2 separate regions of the Mus musculus genome follow, and region 2 is linked to region 1. A link is a contact called in public HiChIP or PLAC-seq data. All regions are on one chromosome and are shown on one strand. The core of a region is the stretch at or near the end of the contact, and the rest is flanking DNA. Distances in the headings are between cores, read along the strand shown.

Region 1 (4,656 bases), core at 802-3,301:
ATGACCATTACTTCAGTTGAAGACAAGACTGCCATTCCTAAATACACAGCCTGTGCGCACCAGGAGAACTAGACAAGTGCCTTCATTGTAATGGTACAAATAAATATGTTTAAATGTTCATGAACAGAGTGTCAGAGTGTTCCCTCTACCTAGCCCATTTGTAGTGGTTATATTCTACAGTTACCCCCATACACAGATTTACCTAACAGTGGACCAATGGCCCTAGGCAAAATACACTATTGGATTCTATACCAGGAAACTCCAGTCCTATCATCTCTGCTGACTGACTAGTACAGAAGTCAATACAGAAATCTGTGTTTTGTGTGTTTATTTATAGACAACATGAAGTAGATTTGTGAACTTACAACCAGCAGTGCTGTAAATTAAGGTCACGCACAGCAAAGCTTGAAGAGCTGAGTTCTATCCAACCTCCACATATACCCATCCCACAGACAAGTAAACACCTAAAAAACAGCATAGCCTGACCAAAAAGCATGAGCTTGATAAAAACAACACTTAAAGTGAAGACTACTTGTGTACAAAGTGCAAGCTATAGCAAGGCAGTGGAGCAGAGGGTCAGTCACATGTTTAATCTGTTAGGCAATCAACCTCCTCACTACTGTGGAGTTCATGAATACATACATGATTTAGTGTTGCAAATGGGCAAATTCACATGGGAGAGATGGCTCAGCAGTTAAGAGCACATACTGTTCTTGCAGAGGATCCAAGTTGGACTCCCAGAACCTCATTGGGCAGCTCACAACTGCCTACATAATTTCAGCTCCAGGAGATCCAACAACTACTTCTGGGATTCCATGGGGGCTTTTACTCATGTATAACAAAGCCACAAAACAACACAAACATATACACATAACTAAAAAATAAAATAAACCTTTAACGGGCAAATTGACAAGTCCGGAATCCTCAAATGAGTCTGGACTCTAAATGATGTACAGCCCAGTCATTCCAAAAGTGTGATTCAAAAATCACTGACCTGGGGCTAGCCACATGTATCACATAAACACATCTCAGATGGAATACGATAGCAGGCCTATAAATCCAGAAACTAAGTTATCTCTGACATGTGTGCACAGGAATGGCATATGGCAGCTTTGAATAGTTTACTCCCAAAGAGAATGAGGAAGAGAGAGATGAGACCTGGGAGGGTGAGTGTGCCTGTATCATTTCAGTTCTCTTAGTGTGTGGTATTTTACCCTACACCTCTGTCCTGTTGTCATATACCATTCAAACTACTCCCATTAGCAGATACAGTGACATCCTCAGCTACAAGGCAAGTTGAAGCCAACCTGGGCTACATGGAAAAAGAAAAAAGAAGGAAGAAACTAAAATCTTTCCAGTAGGATTACTTTTTGGAAGTGAAGGCATACTTCAGAGTACACATGAACAGCTCTTAAATCACTAAAGAGCACAAAGGGAGATTTCTTCATAAAAATAACAGTCCACATATAACAGTGTGAGAAATGATGATTATTACAAAGATCTGTTCAAACAGAACGAAGAACGCCTGCAAGAAATAGATGAAAAGGCGAGAGACGGAGGGGCAGATTTTCCTTCCAGCGCTCACCCCACACATCTGCTTCTCTTTGAGACTGATGTGAATTTCTTTCCAGAGCAGTGACACGGAGCACAGAGCAGAGAGACCCACAAGGAATCTCAGTTGTCAGAGGAGAACAACCCAAAGCTGAAAAGATCACTCCTAAGATGGGGGGCAGGGGAGGAAGGCAGGCTCCGGAATGCTAACACTGGGGTCTTTTCTATAGTACAAGGTGATATCTATAAGGGGGGGTCCTCATGGATCAAAGCAGAGTATTCTTAGGTGAGATTCTCAGCAGAGTATTCTTAGGAGAGATCACCATTTAGCTCCCAAAGCTGTTTCTGCTGGGGGGGGGGGGGGGGCGCAAAAAAAAATCCCAAGTGTTTGTGGTGCCGCCGATTCATTTATAATTCTCTTTGTTCAGTCTTGGCAGCCGCCCTCCTGAGCATTAGGGTGAAGTCTAGCACCCCGCCAAAAATACCAGCATTGCGACTGATGTGTGATTCAAAAAAGCTGTCAAAATGAGCACTCCAAAAGGAATGAGTCACAGGCCGGGCCGGGCAGGCTAATATTTTTGTAGCATATTATAATCCTTTTCATCTGGACTGTCTTGGGGAGGGGGTACGTCCTTTCATGTAATTCTAAGCTAAGTGCTTCAATAAGTGTGTAAGGGGCGTGACAGAATGGGTTCATACCTTCATTACGGAAATGCAAAACTTAAAGTTACACACACACACACACACACATTAAGCCCATGCAACTTTAAAATTTTAAACTTAAATTCAAAAATTTTTTAAATTTTAAAACCCTCAAGGATCTGAAAACACAGCAATTGGTATCCAGTACTCTAAAGATGCTATCAAATAGTCTTTTATCTCACTCACTCAAAAACAAAACAAAAACCCTTCGGGCAGAAATAGCATTTATCAGATAAGAAAAAGTGAGCATGTTCCTCACCTAAGGGAATGAGGAGTGCACCTTCAGAAATTTCTAGACTACGTTCTAGATGTTGGTGGTGCTTCCATTTGACCTGAGTCAATTGCCTTTGTTTTTCAAGCCTAGCTCTGCCTGATTCAGCGAGATTGGTCAGTCAGATACTATTCCAAACAGATTACTAGAGGACATTCTGAGGAACACATGACACAAAGCGACCAGGAAACTGCAATTCGAAGGGTTTTCCTTCTTTGCTTCCTAGAGCAAGTCCAGAAGGTCATGTAGACACAAGTCACACGATTAGGGGTGGGGGGTGGGGTGGGGAACTACTGGAATGCAGAAAAAATAAAAAATACAAATGACTCCATCCATCTCAAAATGGAGCTGGAGCCAAACAAGAGCTCAGCACTGCAGTCTCCTCCAGTCTCAGACTTGTATGTTTCTGCATGCGAGCCGGGTGCAGACAGTCAGACTTGTATGTTTTTGCATGTGAGCTGGGTGCACACAGTCAGTCCAGAGCCTTACTGTTCCAATAACAGTAGTCCTGAACTGAAATAGACACAGCAAAATTCCTGGCACTCTTTCCAATGGCACAAAATACATGGAGTCAAGATAAAACATGGAATTTTTAAAGAGGCTACACGCATACAATGTATATGTATGTATGTATGTATGTATGTATATGTATGTATATATACACATACACACACACATATATATATACCACAGTTCTAGACATATTTTAGTTTTGTTTGGGGGTTTGCTTTTCTTCTTCCTTTTTTTGTTTTCTTTTTTCTTTTCTTTCTTTTCTTTTTCTTTTTTTTCTTTTTTTTTTTTTTCAGTTTTGGTTTTTGATGCCAAGGTCTTATGAATCCTAGGCCAGCATCAATCTCACAATCAACTTCCAATGCCCTGCCTCTTCAGCGCTACTTCCTGAGGGCTAAAGTTACAGGTATACACCACCATGCCTGGTTTATGAGGTGTTAAGAATCAAACTCAAGTCTGTCTACATTTGGGCAAGCCCACTGCCACATGAACTATATCACACGTTCTAAAAAGCCCTGTCTTACAAGTTCAGTTAAAAACCCTTGGAAGGCTAATACCCGATCCAGAATTCTTACAAGTAGCCTTTGTTAATACTACAAGCTCTCTAGCAGAGTGAGTGTGACCACTTACCTCCTTCTGACACTTGTCACCTACAGGACTGAGATCTCACCCAGTCAATCACAATCTCTGGCCCAAGCTCCTCCAGTGTCCGTGGTGTGAGCACACACTTAAAGCTTTAAATATTCAGATACAGAGCAAAACTCACCTCACACACTGAAGATTTCAACCAAATCAGTTGTGAACACTCATTAGCTTACACCTAAAGTGTTGGGAATCTTTAACATGAGCGTGTCATTTTGTAGTGTGCACCGCACTCATAGCATCTCCATATGAATCCCACCATCTCCACATCCACACCTGTTCCATTACCAGCTACCCACCTGAAGTAGAGAGGATCTTTAAGTCACTTAATATCCCTGTGTATTTTTACTTACTTAAATTTCTGTGTGTGAGTGTTCTGTCTGTATGTATTCATGTGTACCCCATTTATGCCTGGTGCCCATGGAAGCCAGAAGAGAGCAAGAGATTACCCCAGAAGCAGAGTCCGTGATGGTTGTGAGCCATTACGTGGGTGCTGGGAATCAAATCCAGGTCCTCTGGAAGAGCAGTCAGAGCCCTTAACCACTAAGGTATCCCTCCTGGTCCTCCCTGCATCTTAGTAATTTCTTATTTGTAGAATGTGCTTTTTAAAAAAATAACAATTCCCAACATAAGACCAACTAATACTAAACAATAAGAGTTGTTTTCCCACAAGGAAGTTCAAGTCTGTGGGTTATCACTGGAGGTTGAGCCAAAGGCTTGCTACACAGCCCACAAGCGAACAAACACAGCCATTTAACCAGGGACAAAAACAAGGTTCTGAGACAGTTGTCTGAGAGAGCCTGCAGAATGCCTCGGAGGACAACTGTTGCTGGAAAGAAAGCTGATTTGAGCACAAGTTTTCCAGCCTCTTACTATTTGAACAGTGGGCTGTGGCCCATTCATCCGGTTCTTATTTTATCTTTAATTATTTATAGAGGACATATAGTTACCATCGCTTCAGGACATACAACAAGATAAAC
Region 2 (4,656 bases), core at 1,318-3,817, 82 kb before region 1:
GAATGTCTTGTTCACGGCTTACAAGACAGCAGGAGAGAGTTCATGATAGGTAAGGCTATGGAAAGGACTCAGCGGCTGAGTGGCCAGCCACACTCTGGAAGTAAAGTAAAGGTCACACTGCACAGGTACAAGATTCTGTCCGATTTCTAAAGATCATCTTGAAGGACGGAGTGGTTGAGCCAGAGGCTGCTGGTGAGATTTTGGGGAGTGGAGAGAACAGTGAAACCCTACCAGTGGAAAGGAGAAAGTCAGGCAGCAGGAGACCTAGCAGAGGAGAGCTGGCTGCAAGTGACATGCACCTACAACTGTGGGAGCGCCTATGTGTCCTGCAGATACCAACACCAATCATGCCTTTCTAAATAGAAGAACTTAAGAATAACCTAGTTAAAAAAAAAAAAAAGAAATGTTTTAAAAAATATATATATATATATACATACATACATACATACACACACACACACACACACACACACACACACACATATATACACACACTATATAAATATATATGGGGAGGGGGGTTCGAGACAGGGTTTCTCTGTATAGCCCTAGCTGTCCTGGAACTCACTTTGTAGACCAGGCTGGCCTCGAACTCAGAAATCTGCCTGCCTCTGCCTCCCGAGTGCGGGAATGCCAGGACCAAGAAGTGCATTTAATTGGTTATCAAGGCAAGCCTACAAATCTTGTCGAAGAGCACTCTCCAAGGATAGTGATCATCTCCTCCTCCTCCTCCTCCTCCTCCTCCTCCTCCCCTCCATCACTCAGGAGTCAGTACAGAATCTCAGTCAGTATATCATTTCATCTGGAGACCCTTCATCTGCTTCAGGGAAAGACCTCTCTTATAGCCAATTGTCAAGGAATGGTGTTTGTGTTTTTTTTTTCTTTTGCTGGTACCGTTGCAGGGGTGAAGAACATATGGAGACAGGGAGGTGAGTGGGGTTGTGCTGCATGATGTGAAATTCACAAAGTATCGCTAAAAAGGGTATTTTCCCCTTAAAAAAATCTTAGATGAAAGAGAGAGAGAGAGAGAGAGAGAGAGAGAGAGAAAGAGAGAAAGAGAAAGAGAGAGAGAGAAAGAAAGAAAGAAAGAAAGAAAGAAAGAAAGAAAGAAAGAAAGAGGGAGGAAGGAAGTAGAGAGAAAGAGAAAAGAAAGAGAGGGAGGGAGGGAGAAAGGAAGGATGGAAGGAAGGAAGGAAGGAAGGAAGGAAGGAAGGAAGGAAGGGGAGAGGGAAAGAGAAAGAGGAGAGAAAGAAAGAAAGAGAGAGAGAAAGAAAGAAAGAGGAAGGAAGTAGAGAGAGAGAAAGAGAGAAAAGAAAGAAAGAGAGGGAGGGGGGAGAAAGGAAGGAGAGAGGGAAAGAGAAAGAGAGAAAGAGAGAGAGAGAGAGAGAAAGAAAGAAAGAAAGAAAGAAAGAAAGAAAGAAAGAAAGAAAGAAAGAAAGAAAGAAAGAGAGAGAGGAGAATATGATACATTCAGGACTCCCAGCAAGGTGCAAGTGGATCTGTACAAAAACTCTGCATCTTGGGATTCAGTGAGACTTCTGGGCAGATGCTTCCTAAGTACACAGGGACTCAGTGACAGTAGCTCGTCACTCAAGTGGCTATGTCAGAAAAGAACGAAAGTGACTGTGGTGCCTCCAGACATCAGGAAAGGTCATGATGTTGGAGACTGAAATCTTGCCTCCGGCCTTGGAGGGCCCAAGGAACCGTATCAACGGCATCACACCCTCATTTATATCCTCATACACAGGAGCAGCAGGACACACTGACTCACACACATGCTTGCTCAACTCTCCAGTGTTCATCAGATTTCAATTCCATCAGAACAGACTAAGAAGACGTCTGCGAAAGTCTGCTGGTAACTTACGGGGCCATTTACCTCCACGGAACCAGAATTTACCTAGGCGGGCAAAACTCTTCCTTCTGTGCTGGCTCAACACTTCCCATCAGGATGAGGGAAAGCAGAGATCTCTCTTGCTCCCTGGAGGCTACCCTGGAATGAGTTGACCCTCAAAGGCACCATCTCCACAGCTCTTAAGGAAAGCAGTCCAAAGAAGAAAGTTTTAATGATGGAATTAAGTCCGGTAGAAAACAAGTGAGAAAAACCACGATGGGGTAAAGTACCCTCAAATCCATGTCTACTCAACCCAAATATAACACTGGCCCTGGGGGTAGGCAGGTGGGGTCTAGACAGCTCTCTCCTTCACATCTCATATTCCTGTAGATATTTATCAAATTTCTCCCTTCTAAATCTTCAGTTTGTTTGAGCCCTCCTACAACATATAAACATATTCTTCCATGACAGTAAGAAGGGACATTTTTCAGCTGCATGTTGCCCCTTGCCTTTTACTCTGCTCTCTCTAGTTCGCCAACCAAGCGATCTTCCAGAATACAATGTGCACATAGTTCCTAGCCCGTCACTCTGAAACTCACTGGCTGGCTGCCTTCTGCTTTTTCCAAACCACTGAGAACTGCCCCCTCCCCCCACGGGTGATCTCAGTGTCTAGCCCAGAGCCTGGCTCAAAGCAGGCTGAGTCAGCACTGAGTAAAAGCACACAAGGCCACACCCTGAGCATGAATGAACTTCCTCTGCTTAGAAAACACGTAGTCCCGTGCTCCCTGTGACAGCGCTGCTCGCTGCTGCTCTTCCCATGGGTTCAACTCTCCACCCTCTGCTGACATGCACAACATAAAATCAACACAGTCAGTTACCTCTTTGCTAAAGGCCATTGTTAGAGTTGAGATCTTTAGTGTCCCCAAAGGCCCATGTGCTAAAGGTTTACTTGCCAAACTGTGGTACGACTGGGAGATGATGGAACCCCACCAGGAGGTGGGCTTAATAGGAGGAAATTAGGTGACCAGAAGGGTGCACTTGAAGGTAATATTCAGACCCTGAGCCCTGTTGACTCATTTTGCTTCCTGGCCACCACGAGGTGAATAGTTTTTCTGTTTCCTGCCATGATGTTCTGCCTTACAACAGACCCCAAAACAAAGGCCAGGAAAGACAGACGCCTCCGAAGCAATGAGCTTAATTAATCTTTCCTTCTATTAAGTTTCCTCTGAAACTTTGTCATGGCAACAGAAGGCTGACTAACACAGCCAATATACCCAAAACCATATTAGACATAGGAAAAGCACATGATATTATCATCATCCTGGTCCACAGATCATTGTTTGTGTGCTTCTCATTCCAGTGACTATCACCACCATCATGGTGGCCCACAAAAGAAACCCGAGGGTGGCCTCTGCTTCAGTTCTCACGGCTAAAAAAAAATACCATCTGTAAGTAGCTCTTGACAGACCCACTTTCCATATCATTTTTGTCACTGCCTTGTTCAAGACATGAGCAGACTACGTAGCACTGGCCTTTAAACTTATAATCCTCCTGAATCAGACATGAGTGCCAGGATGCATGTCTCCATCTGTTCATAAGATTAATTCTCAACTGAAACAGTTGCTTCCTTCCCGCTGTCTATTCTAACGGAAGCCTAGGAGACCACTCTCAAGGACCAGAAAGTTCCCTAAGGGTGATGAGCCCTCAGAGGAGTAGTGGCATGTTGTCGAACCCCAGACCTACTAGATAACAATCCCTTCCAGCAAGGCCCAAGCAACTTGAAGGTTTTTGTTGTCAGTTGTTTTTATTTTAGGGGCTGGGGGAAATGACCACTGCTGTTTTTGATTGTGACAGGTTCTGGCTGTATAATGCAAACTCAGGGACCTCCTGCCACAGTCTTTTCAGTGTGGGGACAGCATGTGGGGACAGCAGGCATGCATCACTGCCCCAGCTTCTCAGTTCATATCCTAGCAAGCCCTCCAGATGATAGAGGTGCACAATGAAGTTAGAGAACCAAGACTCTGCTCACATCCCAGCCAGCTCAAAGTCTTCACTGATGTGTCACTGACCCTACAACCAAGTTGTAGTTCCAAGATGCCATTTACTGATCGCAGCAAGGATTCTAAGGAGAGCCTAACAAACGGAACTGATACTGGGTCAGCCTCGGGGTGGGCTCTGGAAAAGGTACTGATGGTAGGATACCAAATCAGCGCCTGAGATGAAAACTGGCTCACTGGGTAAACTGATGATCCCGAGGAGGCAAAACAGGCAGGCAAAGGAAACTTTCTTCCTTTCCTTTCCTTTCAGGTTCCAAAACTGTATCCAGCCCTTACCCTACAATTCCATCCCCCTTTGCCAAAGGCAGAAGATCCTCCACAACAGATATTTAACACGCAAATCCCCAGCTACAAAGTAATAAAATAAAAGCACCCCAGGAAACCAAGTGACAGCTCCTTTCTCCATGGATGTCTAGACCTATATATCTCATGCACTTGCAACTGGCCTGCCAGGTTCCTCAGTCATTTGCTGAAGCAGATCTCCTCTAACTGCACGGCCACAGCCCTCACTATCTACTAAACTCAGTTACAATCACACATCTGCTTAGAAACCTATCACTAGCATGTGATAAATCTTAGCACTCTATAGAGCTCCCCTAGTTAAGCATGCTATGTGTGCAAATATTCTCTTCCAGCTACAGCACAGAACTCAACGGTATTGAGACTCTGGTACCCGTGCAATAGTTTAACTTCTCATGGACCGAAGTGCTTTCTAAGCAGCTTTGCTTTCAGAGTAAGTGGGTCAAAGAAACGGACAACCAATCTGAC

Evidence for each region. HiChIP or PLAC-seq counts read pairs in DNA pulled down with a chosen protein or histone mark.
Region 2: a CTCF HiChIP or PLAC-seq map of the NIH/3T3 cell line shows a contact between it and region 1, with 17 read pairs. The contact joins two enhancer-like sites. A contact is called at or near these places in 1 of 39 promoter capture datasets (neural stem cells), 1 of 15 datasets of contacts at CTCF or cohesin (the NIH/3T3 cell line), 16 of 484 Hi-C or Micro-C datasets (the AML12 cell line, Kupffer cells, adipose-derived mesenchymal stem cells and 10 more) and 10 of 115 datasets of contacts at active chromatin or transcription factors (the NIH/3T3 cell line, bone marrow-derived dendritic cells, bone marrow-derived macrophages and 7 more).

What each region holds. Positions count from the first base shown.
Region 1 is chr2:52,870,891-52,875,546 of GRCm38.p6, reverse strand. The region is part of intron 1 of Fmnl2 (formin-like 2); the gene reads right to left. Among named protein-coding and RNA genes, the nearest start is that of Fmnl2, 15 kb to the right of the region's middle. Within about 2 kb of position 2,051, at least 52 of the 459 cell types and tissues checked have an H3K27ac peak or open chromatin away from gene starts, as enhancers often do. A contact at or near this core is called in Kupffer cells, the NIH/3T3 cell line, a colorectal cancer cell line and 2 more, where this site is marked.
Region 2 is chr2:52,953,157-52,957,812 of GRCm38.p6, reverse strand. The region is part of intron 1 of Fmnl2 (formin-like 2); the gene reads right to left. Among named protein-coding and RNA genes, the nearest start is that of Gm52511, 53 kb to the left of the region's middle. Within about 2 kb of position 2,567, at least 188 of the 459 cell types and tissues checked have an H3K27ac peak or open chromatin away from gene starts, as enhancers often do. A contact at or near this core is called in Kupffer cells, the NIH/3T3 cell line, a colorectal cancer cell line and 2 more, where this site is marked.